Regions from separate parts of the Gossypium hirsutum genome. Here region 2 is linked to region 1. Evidence: chromatin contacts called from public Hi-C data. All regions are on one chromosome and are shown on one strand. The core of a region is the stretch at or near the end of the contact, and the rest is flanking DNA. Distances in the headings are between cores, read along the strand shown. Region 1 holds the start of LOC107922316 (E3 ubiquitin-protein ligase RNF185-like). Region 2 holds the start of LOC107918068.

What was found. Hi-C and Micro-C count contacts between places; a contact is called where the count stands out from the background.
Region 2: a Hi-C map of leaf shows a contact between it and region 1, with 2.0 times the contacts expected there. The contact joins the promoter of LOC107918068 here to the promoter of LOC107922316 in region 1. A contact is called at or near these places in 2 of 34 Hi-C or Micro-C datasets (leaf and seedling).

Annotation. Positions count from the first base shown.
Region 1 is chrD01:19,851,803-19,855,767 of Gossypium_hirsutum_v2.1, reverse strand. It overlaps LOC107922316 (E3 ubiquitin-protein ligase RNF185-like), which reads right to left and starts at 2,069. Exons shown (of 2, transcript NM_001399843.1): 1 at 1,928-2,069; 2 at 618-1,600. The coding sequence starts at 1,569. The coding sequence ends at 859.
Region 2 is chrD01:20,251,249-20,255,213 of Gossypium_hirsutum_v2.1, reverse strand. It overlaps LOC107918068, which reads left to right and starts at 1,864. Exons shown (of 11, transcript XM_016847573.2): 1 at 1,864-2,717; 2 at 2,842-3,965. The coding sequence starts at 1,962.

The sequences.
Region 1 (3,965 bases), core at 820-3,319:
AATCAAATCTAGTTCATATTCGTAGTCCATGCACAATTAGCACTAGAAACACAAACTGGGTTGCAAACTTGAGCTTGGTCAGGAGCTATAATCACTGAAGTTTGTTATATAAACAACTACGCAAGCACAAAGAATTGCTGTGTCACTCAGGCCAAGAAAGGGAACCATTTTACTATCGCTACATAAAAAAAATCTTTCGTTCATAGTCTCAAATGAAAGGGTAAAGAGCAGTGGAAACTGAACTGAGTGTGACTAATGGCAAATGCTTATAACAAAGCTTTAACTGCAGAGAGAAACAACTCCACCTACACTACCTATTTAACCACCCATCTAAATCAACTCAGCTATCCTCCCTCATATACTAAGGAAATAACCATGAAATATATAGAAGGCCAAGACAAAATCTATTCAGATCGCAAGAAGTTCTAACTTATGAATAGCTAGGCACATAAAATACTGCTACATTTTATGTTACCCAACACTTGAAGATATTACGACTGGAATTAGGATAAATAAGCTGAAAACACATGACCTTGCTCTCATGACTCAATAATCTTGCTGAAACCAAAGATGCGCAGGGAGAAAAGAAAAAGAGCCAAATTAGTGTATTGCAGTTGCTAAAACACATTGATGCTTTTTAGCCATAGAGGACAGCGAAAGATATTCCAAAGCATAAATACAAAGCCGAACCAACTGATGAACCAAAAATCAACAGGGGAAGTGCCATACAATAAATTCCTCAATCACTAAGTAAAAGACAAAAAGGTAAATGAAAATGCATTTATTAGATTTACACAAGATATCGGATTGGCACTCCTAAAATAAGTTAGCAATTTATGCTTTGATAGCAGATATGGTCTATTGATAAATCATTGCAAAGATAACACAAACAATGATAAACAGAAACAGCATCTTCAGATAATGATCCTGCTGGCCTTGTGCGGTGCGATGATGATGGTGGTGGTGGTGGTGATGGTATCCATGAGCAAGGCCACCATGATATGAACTTGGAAAGCCATATGGAAAACCAGCAGCTGGACCAAACATAGCCGCATCAGGAAATCCATGGACCTGAAGGTTAAACAAGGATGGGATAAGACCACCAAAAGCAGCAGAGAGTGTGAAATTCCCAAATCGAGCGGTTGCCATTGGTGCAAAACCTCCCAAGCCTCCCATGAACCCGAACCCATTTTGGGGAAACTGATTAGGTGCTGGTGGAGGAGCCGTTTCAGGTCTCTGTCCAGCTGGACGATTCGGAATATTAACACCCGGGATAGATTTGGACCTAGGATCAGTAGATGATTTCCCCCTTCCATACAAAGGAACCAATTTTTGTTCCTCAACAAGGGCTTTACAAACAGGACATTCCTGAGAACGGGAATGAGTATGAAGCCATTTGTAAAGGCAAGGCCAGCAGAAAAGATGCCCACATAAAGTGACAATAGGGTCTTGAGCTAAGTCAAAGCAAATATTGCACTCAAAATTACCAGCATCACCATTAGCATTATTGGTGGAGCAAGATGGATTGTGGGGAGAATGGCTCGCTGATTCCCCAAACCCACTTGCCATTTCTTTTCCTAGACCTCCGAAACTCCGATTCCTACAAAAATCGAATTGGAACGAAAACAAACACCAATCATAAAATTCACTAGTATCAGAAAATTGCAAGAATTTCCCCAAAAATTGAAGGCTGTCATATAAAAACCAAAGCCTCTAACGACTCAAATCATCTCAAATTCAAAAAAACCTCAGATCTCTTATGAAAATCAGCCTAACTAATTAAAACAAAATCTATCCCGATTAATTAACGACAAAAATCGCGATTCAACGGTAACAAAAAAAACAAATCTAGCTTTTAAAAAAATAATAAAGAGAGAGAGAGAGAGAAATATGAATAGAGAGAGAGAGAGAAATATGAATTACTGACCTTCAAAGAGATATTGAAGAGATACAAGGACCGATCGATATGGCAATCGACCGATCCAAAGAAGTCAAAAATAAATAAAAACTAAAAAAGAAAAGAAAAAAGAAAAAGATGAAGATCGCAGAAAAAAACTCTTCGAAGAAACTTGGTATTTATTTACAGACGCGTTTACAGCGGAAAGATTCCTATAATTCCTCTTTCCTAAGTTTTAATACGCAATAGCGTTTGAGCTTTTGAATCCCCACGTGGCAACAATCTGTTGGTTCATTTCTCCTGACTCCTTGATGACCCGTTATTAGATTGCGCCTGTGGTTTGGATAGGCAACTACCGGCGTTAGAATGTTAACGCGTAAACGCTACGCTCCAACTATCGCATTGAGTTTGTCCTTTTTTTTATTTTTTATTAATATAGTATTTGTTACCTGAGTTTGTCTTTCATATTGAATTTGGTACATGAGTTTAGCTTTAAGGTCTAATTTGATACAAATGGTATTATGTGGTTCAGTGAATATTTAATATGTGAACTCTAGTAAAAAAGTGACAAAAAATACTTAAGAATCAAATTGAACATTGAAGCTAAAGTCGGGTAATTAGGACCAAAAGAACTCAAGTATCAAATTGAAAAGTTTAAGCACCAAACCGAACATTAAAGCCGGACTTAGGTACTGAATTGAAACAAAAATACTTAAGTATCATATTAAACATTAAAACCAAATTCAAGTACCTAATTGTATATAAACCCTTATTAATTTTAAGAATTTAAAAAAAATGGCTCAGATACCGGACTAATCCTTAATATATGCAATTTTTTTTTCGTTAGGTAACTTGTACGTAAATATATGTATTTATATAATTTATTTTAATAAAAAATTTAATTTTATATAATTAATTTAAGTAATCATTACTAAAAGAAAAGGAATGTTAGATTTCTATGGGCATGGTCTCTCAAAATAGATGTAAATAAATTAGATATATTATAAATGCAATAAATAATAATATTATTTTGAATTTTAAAATATGTATTTGCGTAATTGCTAATAATATTTTTTGTTTTGAGAATCATACTTGAAAGTTATTGTGAATAGGTTGTTTTAGTTAATATTATTAGTAAAATAATTATTTATAATTATTTTTTGTCTAAATATTATATAAATAATATTTTATCACATTTAAAATTTTTATTTGGATAGAATTATATCTAAAGTAATTTTTAATATGTTATTTTAATTAATATTAATTATTTTTATCATATTTACTCAAGAATGTGGAAGAATGAAACTACCTGCATGATTAGATTTTAGGCATTATACTTCTAAGACCAATATAATAAAAATATTGACAATAGTTCATAAATGTTTAATGCGTAAATTTATTGAGATATCAATTCAAAATAATTTTTTTCAATGAAGATTTTTTTTTTTAAATTTCAATATCATAGAATTATATTTAAAGTAATTTCTTATATTTATTTTCATTAATATTTTTAATAAAATAATTATAATTTTTATATAGTTTTTAATTTAAACATTATTTTAATAGTATTTTAACATATTTATTGAGAAAAACATAAAAGTAAAAAAAGATCTAATAAGAAATTGAATTTTTTTTTAAATTTAGTAAATTATACTTACTTTATCTTTTACATTAAATACATTTGATGATTTTATGCGATTAAAATTTTAATAATTAATAACATAATAATAAAATATTTTAGAAAAATGTAAAATTTATATGATAAAATATTTAACTGTGACTTCATCAATTACAACTTTTGATAAAAATTAATTACTATATTGTATTAAAATACATACCAAAAAATTTTATATATTTTAACTATCCAATACATTGTAATACACAACAATATAACTTATGAGCAAGGTTAAAGAGTCTGTAAAAACAATTAATTTTTTAAAATTTAATGTCTAAATATTATCATTTAAATAATTATGTAATAAATAAAAAACTATAAAAATATGTATTAAAATTATCGATAAAGGGGCCATATTAAGTTAAAAAGTTTTTGAAAATAAAGTTAAATAAA
Region 2 (3,965 bases), core at 615-3,114, 400 kb before region 1:
TAAATAATGAAAGATAATGTTATTTCAATTGAATAATCATTTAGATAATAAATAGAATTATTTATCTTTATTTTAATATTTTCAAAAAAACTTACCTAAAATTTATCACCTAAAAAATTAAAAATATTTAATTTTCTAATTCTTTAAAACAAAATTTAGTAATTATTTTTATATTGTTTTTTAATTTTATAATTTTAATAATTTTTTGTTAATTTTAAAAAAAAAATCCATTTTTAAAGATTTTTTTAAGGTTTTTCGAATAATGATGTCACAATGATGTTACAACATGACACACGGCAGTATATGAATGGTTGAATATTTCAGCCCTAAGTTTTTAATGTTAAAGGACTAAACTGGAAAAATCTGATAACGTTGGAGATTAAAGTGGACCAAAAGAAATTGTAAGGACTAAAGTGAAAAAAGCAGTATACTTCAGTAACTAAAATATGCATTAAGCCTGTTTTTAAATATAGTTGTAAGGATTCTTATGCTTCTTCTTTTAATGTGTTGATTTTTTATTTTCTCAAATTTTCTTAAAGCAGAATTGCAAAATTTGCCCCTAAGTTTTTTCTTTTGCTTTTTCATTGTTATTTAAGTTTTCTTTTTCTTTTTCTGAATGTCGCCCACATTGTTGAATTTTTTGTCAAATAAATTTGATTTTAATCAACAACTTTGTTAATGTAGCATGGCATTTTATTTGATGATTTTGTTGATGTCATTACTGATGTAATGTGACACCTCATTTGATAACTTTGTTGATGTGGTATGACATATCATCTATCACATAGTATTTTAAATTAAAATTATAAAAAAATAAGTATTTAAATTTTATAAAAATATGAAAAAATTATAAAAATAAAAAAAAATTGTAAAAAATTTATTGAAAAATTTGAGTCAAAACGTGATATTCTTTACGCATTGATCATCATTGATAACAATGGGTCGCCTTAATTGATTAAGAATGCATAGGAGGCGATGTTAGAGGCCACACTTTACTTATGGAATTGAGTTTGTTTGACGGGTCTTGAGGCAGTTCATGCTCTAGTGTCATTGATAGTTAAGGATGCAAGGGTAGGGATCATGGAGGATGCATGACGATGTTGACGCAAATTGCAAGGCGCAAAAAGCGAGATAGTCTAGTAGATACATCGTTTTTCTATTGGAATTGGTGCGTATTGATAACGCTTATTTTGGATTTATCAATATTTTTAAAAAATATTTAATATATATATTAATATTTACAAATATCAAATGGTTATATTAAATAAATTTCAATATAAAATATTCATGCACGAATCGGTTCATAATGTTGAGGAAAAGTTTGTATTATTCATTACTATAATAATAAAAAAGTATAAATATTATATTTTTTAACATTATTCATGTACCAGTAGGTGGAACGGTACATATCAATTAAAATGGTTGGAACTGACTACATTAGTAAAGAAAGTAAAGAAGTGATGCGGGAACCAAGTGAAGTTAGGGTTTTGGGTGATTTGTTGGATGACAAGATTAGAGTTAATGAAAGAATAAGGAAAAAAACACAGTGGTCAATGATGCGACGAGAAAGGGACGAAAGAAGTGAAAAAAATGGGTAATTCTAGATCCAAATCAAGTTAAATTTGAGTTGGTTTAAAAATAAATTCAGGTTCAAATCATATCAAATTCAGGTGAATTTGATAAAACCAAGTTAAATCGAGTTTAAATTCATGATTTGTTTGTAGAGACTATTAAACCCATTTTAAGTAGGCCCATGAAACTAAATTGTAAAAGGTATAAAATTGAAAGGCCTGGTATTGGAAAGGACAAAAAGGTTGGCATATGCGGCTAGAAAATTCCATTTTTGTAGACCGTCCTTACCATCTATATATATAAACAACCATTTTCCTCCCGCCATCCTCTTGAACAGCGGCTTCAACGGAATTTCCCAATCCTTTCCTTTATTTTTTCCAATTAAAATTATGCTTCGTTACTGCTTAAGATCTCGTCGGCGTTGCTATCTTCATTATACGCGACGGTTTTCCTCCTCGTCTCCCAACTCCGTTGAATCCCCTAACAATCTCAAAAACCGGCAACCCGTCCCTTCCCAATCACCGCCGCCGCAATATTTTCAAACTCAGCTTTCAACTCGCCCTTCTGCAACGGTTTCTCTTTCTCGAAATTCCGTTTTGGCCCTCTCCGCCACTCTCCTCTCCGCTATCGTCGCTTCCGTCGCTGTTTTATCTGCCAATGAAGGCAATGAATCCTCCGACGGTAACCCTAGCCCTAGGAGAAGTCCTCTTTACGACTCAATCGAGCACACGATGCAAAAATCGAACGAGTCCTTCCGGAGGATCGTCCACCAAGCCAAACAAACCAGCGTCGCCGCCTCTGTTTTGTGGCAATCGTTGAGGTCGGTGATGTCATCCGCAAACCACGAAGTTCGGGCTGGGTTCGAGCTACGCGTGGCGTCTTTGCTTGCGGACATTGCCGCTGCCAATGCGAGCCGCAGAGCGGCGATTGTGAACGCTAGTGGCGGCGCGGTAGTTGATTGGCTGCTGGAGACGGTAGCAGTGGGCAAAGCAGATGTTTGCGGCACTCAGGCCGAGTCGGCGAGGGCATTGGCTTACTTAATTGCGGATCCCGACGTGCGCAAAGACGTGCTTGGAAGACCAGGCGCCGTTTCCTATCTGTTGAGGTTCATTTTTTCATGTCAACCTCAAAATAAATCTAAAAGGGTACGTTTTTATTTCTTTTTGTTATCTACTGATTATGAAAATGTAACTTTTTTGCACCCTAATCTTGTTGGTGCTTCTAAGTTTTTTGTTTTACCATTGATAAATAGCTTTTGTGTGGGAGCAGCATTCGGGTCGTAGTTCATTCGATATTTCTGATTCTTTGAAAGGTAGAAGTATGCTTGTGGCTGCTATAATGGATATTGTTACATCCAATTGCGAGTGTGTAGAAAAGGAATCTTTTAAGCCTTGGCTACCGGGAAATGCAGAAATGAGAGATATTGCTGCAGCTGTTCAAGTTATTGAAGAAGGTGACATGCATTTAGACGAGGGAGAGAGAAATGATGATGATGATGATGGTGGAAGAGGGATGAAAGGGATTGGAATTAAAATTCTTGAAGGGACGACTGCTATAGGGCTGTCGAGAACAACTGAGCATATGACATTAGATCATTCAAATGATACCCCATCAGAATTAGATAGGGATACTCCGAGAACACTTGCATTGATGAATAAGCATGGTAGTTCAGTGGAACAAGCCAATTTGTCAGCTGCTGTTGTTCCTGGTCTTTGGGATGATTTGCATTCTCAGCATGTTGCTGTGCCTTTCGCTGCTTGGGCATTAGCCAACTGGGCAATGGCATCGGAGATCAATAGGTCTCATATTGAAGAATTGGATCAAGATGGAGAGGCTGTCATGTGTGCTTTACTAGCACCTGAGAGATCTGTGAAATGGCATGGTAGCTTGGTGGCTCGGTTGCTATTGGAAGATCATAATCTTCCCTTAAGTGACTCTGTCTCTGATTGGGCATCCAGTCTTCTTTCTACTGCTTCACATGCAAGCAAAAATGAAGACATTTCCTTATCTCAAATGGCTTTATCGGCTTTTATAGTTGCTGTTGAGAGGAGCCACCAAGCTCGGAGGACTGTAATGGAGAAGGGTCTTGAACTGATGAGAGTCACTGCAAAGAGAACATCAAAGCATCAGCAGGTTCAAGAAGCTCTTGCAAAAGCTTTGGAATTGCTCTCAACTGAGGACTCGCATTTATCTATTGAAGAAAGTCAAAAGTGGTGTGGTATTCTGCTTTCCTGGGTTTTTGGAAAATCTTCCTCCAATGAAATTCGATCCTCTGCCATAAGAATTCTTTCTTGCATTCTAGAAGACCATGGTCCATCTTCTGTTCCAATTTCTCAAGGTTGGTTAGCTCTTCTGCTAAATGATATCCTGGTCTCCAGCAAGGCATCATCTGT